2 separate regions of the Sus scrofa genome follow, and region 2 is linked to region 1. Evidence: chromatin contacts called from public Hi-C data. All regions are on one chromosome and are shown on one strand. Each heading gives the region's core, a stretch centred on a gene start, on an enhancer-like site or on the middle of the called end of the contact. The rest is flanking DNA. Distances are from core to core; before and after follow the strand shown. Region 1 holds the start of PON3 (paraoxonase 3). Region 2 has its middle 16 kb from the start of ASB4.

Region 1 (2,700 bases), core at 71-2,570:
TCTATTTCATCGTCCACTCCATTTCTTTTTATTTTTCCAATTTTTCCTTCACCCAAGTCCATATCTTACAGTCATCCACCTAATCAATTTTTAGAGAGCAGCTACAAAGCACAAAGATCTATGACTAGCACTGGAAGACCTAGTGATCAATGGCATAGGGGTCTCTCCCTATAACTAGCCTAAACTCTCATGTGGAGGTTCAGATCTAAATGATAGTTAATGCTTATTGGCTTCTTACAATGTACCAAGCACAGTGGTGAGCATTTTGCATTCATCATAACATTTTGACTTTAAACCACCTATGAGGCAGATGTTCTTTTACAAAAGAAGACTCTGCAGTGTTGGAAAGTCAAGCACCTTATCCAGGCTGGATCCAGCCCAGGCAGCATGAGCCCCAAACCCTGCATGCATGCCTGCACCACACCTCCTGGTGCCTCAGCTTTGGGAGCACTCCGATCTTCACATCTCTCCTCTTATTTGTCCTCAGGAAAATAGCATTCAATCCCTCCTTTGCCTGAATTCTTTTAAAATTAATCATCTTAAAAATAATTATCTTATCAATACAACTCCAGATGTTACAGTGTTCCTTCAGGTAGCCTCTTTTCCACAGCTTTAATAGAAGCAGCACAGTTAAGGAAAGGCACAGACTCTGGAGCCAGACTGCCTGACTCTGCAGCTGTGTGACCTAGGGCAAGTTATACAGCTACTCTGTGCCTCGGATTTCTCACCTATAAAACTGGGATGTTACCTACCTCAGAGAAGTACTGAGAATCAAAAATTAACACAGGAAAAGTTCTAGACACAATGCAACGCATACAGCAGTTGCTACAGAAACAAATCCCTCCCCCCCCAATTTTGCTCATCTTAATGTTACCTATTCTATTTCTTTCTTTTCCTTCACTTCTGATTTTTCTTATCCCAAATGCTGGGAGCAGATATATTCACAAATCTGCCAAGTCAACAAATTGAACAGGGTGCCCATCACAGTCAGCATTCAGAGGCAGGGCACAAAGCCATAGGATAAGGTCCTGTGCTCCAAATCTTGGAGAAGGGTGAGTTAAAGCTCTTCCCTTCGATTACTTTCATTTATCATCCTACCTGTGTCTAGGCATCAATTCTCCACCATCTCATATTACTCCTTGCCTTCCACCAACGCGAAGTTTCAGGCCCTCAACATTAGCTCCCCTCTTTCCTGGCCCCCCTCCCCACCCCCATTCCCCTTTCAGTCCTCTGACGGACCAGAGGTCCAAGTTCGTAGCTTTTGGCAGCAAACTCCCTCTATTCTCCTGCCAACAAGTAGGATGTTGCCAAAGCTGCTAAGAGAACCAGCCCTGAATCCAGGGCTCCAGGCTCTTGAGCCTTGATTTAAAAAAAAGAAAAGAAAGGGGAAAAAAAGGATTCCTTCAATTAAGATTAAAGGTTTCCTTGAACCTCCCAGGAGGGTCAAGGTGACCTTGAGCCCCAGGCTGTAGGGCGGGGCGGGGCGGGGCAACCCCCTGACAGGGCCCTGGCAGCTCACCTGCTCCTCCACGGAGGCAAGACAGCGGGCCGGGGCGGGCTGGGCGTTAAGGCAGGCGCCTGTCCACTGCTTCTTCCCCCAGGGCTCTGCCTGGCTCATTGCTGCTCAAGGATCATGGGGAAGCTGGTGGCTCTGACTCTGCTGGGCGCCTTCCTAGCCTTAATCGGGGAGAGATTAGTGGCATTAAGGTAAATTGGCATCTTAGTGAGAGTATCCTTGGCTCTTTCCTCTTGCACTTTAGGGTAAGCGCTGTCGCATGCTGCCTTTCTAAAGCTTAAGAATGTGCAGTCTGGGGACTCCTCAATTCCAGGGATGTGAAAACTGAGCTGACTTCTTGCCTTTCTTGAAATGATAAGGCAGAAATGCCCCAATTTATTTCCTGAAAGCCAGGACCCCTTTCCCACGTCGCCCTCAGCATTCTGCTCCTAAACAAACTAAATCTGCTGGAAGCGCTGGACTTGGGCGAGCCGACCAGGCTACCAGCTGGACGTTTACTGCTGACTGAGAGGTTGCCCAAAGGCCAGAAGAACATTGAGGAGTACTGGGTTACAGAATTTATCCCAGATTAAAAGAGCTAGTCAGAGGAAAATAAACTGAAACCTGAGGGGCTAACTAGCATTTTGTAGGTACCTGACCTCACCTTTGAAAGTGGACCATCTACAGTGATAGACATACCAGAAATATCTCAGGAAAATTTAATACGGGACTAGTAAAAAGAAATGTTAGGCAATAATATGCATTTCTGAATGGATCTATCAGCCTCTACTTGCCTTCACTTGTCTTTGTGTTGCTTTTATTTATCTAAGTAGAAGCTGGCCACCTCAGAAGTTCACATCTAGAATCCACTGAGAAGCCTGACGCCTTTTGATAGTACTTTCTAGTTTGGCTTGAGAGAGTTTATTACTACATTTGCTCCCAGTGAACCCAAGTGATTTATAAAAAAAATAATAATAATAATTATAAAGTAGTTCTAAGGCATATTTTTAAGTGACAGTAAGATAAGTCTAAGTGTAGAATCTTCCTGAATACAGTTTAATAAAAATGTACAATTGTTCCTGATATTTAGAAGAATGTTTCACTGTGGAAATAACACTATATTCAAAAATAATTTGGCCAATTGTTTAAATTGTGGTCAGTTTAAGGAATTCACATACTTCAAAGTAAATTAGCATGATATTTCT
Region 2 (2,841 bases), core at 1-2,500, 77 kb before region 1:
AGGATCTGTATTCTATAGGCTCTTTCAGGTTGCAAGAGCAATGGAGACCAATCGTGCTTTCCTCATTAATGGGGGTTTTTTGTGAGGACAAACAGGATGCAGACGCAGCAGCTGCACACACAGCCGGCCCCACGGGGAACTCCTTGCTGTCTGTTATTGTCCTGGATGAACCTGTAGCTCCTATGGCCCTGCAGCTGCTCTCCTGACTTAACTGCTCACCCTCTCTGTGCCTCCAGCCCTTCACCTTTAAAATGGAGATCACCATAATACCTACCTCACTGGCCTGTTGTGAGGATTAACTAGGTTGACACACGTAAAGCTCTTACAAGGAGTGTTTGGGGCATAGTAAATGCTAGAAGATGTTGGCTGTCATTATGAATTCAGTGTAGCCCCCAGATCTCCTTGAATGTGAGGGTTCTGGCTCCTCTGAATGATACAGAGGCACAAAATTCCCTTTTTGTCTTCTCTCAGAAGCAGGCTTTTTTCCCTCATGGTTTCTGCTCACTGGTATCATTACTGCCCTGGTAGAGAGAATCAGCTCACTACCCTTTGCTTCAAAAAAGGCCTTGGGAACCAGTGATTCCATGGACGTTCGCCACTGGTGAGCAATCATTTATTCCAGTGCCAGACTGCTGGAAGATTGAGAGAGGAAATGGAGGACTTATCAGACCAGCTTCTCTCTAAGTTTAGGCAAACCTTGGCTTAACTATAAGATGGCTAAATTCTGCAAACACTGTGAGATGGGAAATAGAAATTTCTAGGGGGGGAGTTCCCGTCGTGGCGCAGTGGTTAACGAATCCGACTAGGAACCGTGAGGTTGCGGGTTCGGTCCCTGCCCTTGCTCAGTGGGTTAACGATCCCGCGTTGCCGTGAGCTGTGGTGTAGGTTGCAGACGCGGCTCGGATCCCGCGTTGCTGTGGCTCTGGCGTAGGCCGGTGGCTACAGCTCCGATTCAACCCCTAGCCTGGGAACCTCCATATGCCGCGGGAGAGGCCCAAGAAATAGCAACAATAACAACAACAACAACAAAAAGACAAAAAAGACAAAAAAAAAAAAAAAAAAAAAAGAAATTTCTAGGGGGACCAAAGCTGAAATTTTATTCTTGGACCCATGTGACTCTGCAGGAATACTCCTTGGGGCCAACTGCAAACTAGCTGAGGCTCTCTGCAAAAAGGCTCTCTTGCAGTTAACCCTGCTGTTGAATTTGGAGCCTGTCCTGAGCCTTCTTCCTCCAGGCTATGCACGTGGACCTTGGCAGAACATCCTCAAAACCCCTATTAGTGAGAGCTGACTGCTCTCCCCTGTGAACACAAGTATTACATTGCAGTGAAATGCAAATCCAGATTTATGGCACTGTGGTTCCAGAGGAATCACAGAGATACAGAATCTTGTCTCCCCCGGTAAATTGGAGCTACAAACTTTTCCAGATTGCTCAGGATTCTGCACAGGAATGGCCACATAATTTGTAAGGCCCAGTGCAAAATGAAAGGATGGGATTTTTTTGTTCAAAAATCATTAAGACGTCCAAGATGATAACAAGAGAACATTAATCCAAGTACAGGATCTTTCAGGACACAGGGCCATGGGCAACTGCCCAACTCACATGCCTGTGAAGCTAGATCTGATTCCAGATGTCATTGAAAAATGCTATTTTTCATTGTGGTTTAAACACATCCTATGGCCTATGGGGAGAGAATAAGAGTACAGACATCAACCCTGTTCCTGCAATTCCTGCAGCCCTGAGGACAACCATCTGATTCTATCGGATGGGGGTAGAATCAAAATGAGGCAGGTTGCTGAGCCCCTGCTGAGCTTTATTACTGATATTGTGAGTCCTCCTGCCCACCACCACACACCCACACACCACTCTGCTAGCAGTCTGAGGACACTTGCACTCCCCCTCTAGTCTTTGTGGTTTCTGCTTTGCATCCACTAAGAGATCGAATGGTATAGTGCTTGAAACCACAGACTCAATACCACTGCTAGTTATGCAACCTTGGGCAAGTTATCAGTTTCTTCAAGTATCAAATGTGAATAATAGCAGTAGCTAAGAAAGCATAATAATGTTAGTACTCATAAAATACTTGTAATTGTCCCAGGTACACAATAAACGCTCTACAGATCTTAGCTGTTATTAACCTGCCACTTTTGTCCAGTTGTACCAATTCTTCTATCGCCACCACCACTGTTCTCTGGACTCCTACTAAAGTCCATGCTGGAGCATTACTCAATTGAGACAAGAGAGCACTAGGTCAGGACTTCAAAGTCATTAAGGATCAAAATGTAGATATTTGTTTATACTTCCAAATGAGGTTAGTTACATACATTCCAAGAGACACACTGATAGCAATGGAGGACCTCTGTTTCTCTTACAAAAGTAATTGCTAAATGTAAATATTTTAAGTTCAGTACAATCCTACTTTGGTATTTCTTCATTTTTTAAATATACTGGGGCCTGAAGGAATGGAGGGGGCCTCTTCAGCAATGTCAAAGGTCCTTGACACAGCCACTCCTGACCTTCCTCCTCTTTCCATTAATTAGAAGGGCAAGAAATGGAATCCACATTATTTTGCAAATGAGGAAGCCCACAGGAAAGAGATGGGAAAATAACACGGGCCCCAGAGCAAGAGGCTGGGGATCAAAACTGACTCAAACTGCAGCCCTGTTTTCTGTGGGGCCAGCCTTGTCCTTGAAGAGAGCATCTGTTTTTCTGTAGAATGGATTAAATGTACTTTCTAAGTCACAGGGCTGCTAGATCTTTTGGAAAACACAGTGAGAACAGAGCCAAAGAGGAAAACAGGAGACATTTCAAAGAGGTCATCAAGAACCAAATCACTCTGG

The links. A called contact is a pair of places that touch in the nucleus more often than the background predicts.
Region 2: a Hi-C map of liver shows a contact between it and region 1, with 2.0 times the contacts expected there. The contact joins the enhancer-like site here to the promoter of PON3 in region 1. A contact is called at or near these places in 1 of 5 promoter capture datasets (liver), 7 of 47 Hi-C or Micro-C datasets (epiblast stem cells, heart right ventricle, liver and 2 more) and 1 of 2 datasets of contacts at active chromatin or transcription factors (skeletal muscle).

The regions. Positions count from the first base shown.
Region 1 is chr9:75,016,562-75,019,261 of Sscrofa11.1, reverse strand. PON3 (paraoxonase 3) reads left to right here and starts at 1,320. Exons shown (of 10, transcript NM_001044604.1): 1 at 1,320-1,448; 2 at 1,602-1,707. The coding sequence starts at 1,634.
Region 2 is chr9:75,093,395-75,096,235 of Sscrofa11.1, reverse strand. No RefSeq gene overlaps it. Among named protein-coding and RNA genes, the nearest start is that of ASB4, 16 kb to the left of the region's middle. Within about 2 kb of position 1,250, at least 8 of the 83 cell types and tissues checked have an H3K27ac peak or open chromatin away from gene starts, as enhancers often do. A contact at or near this core is called in liver, where this site is marked.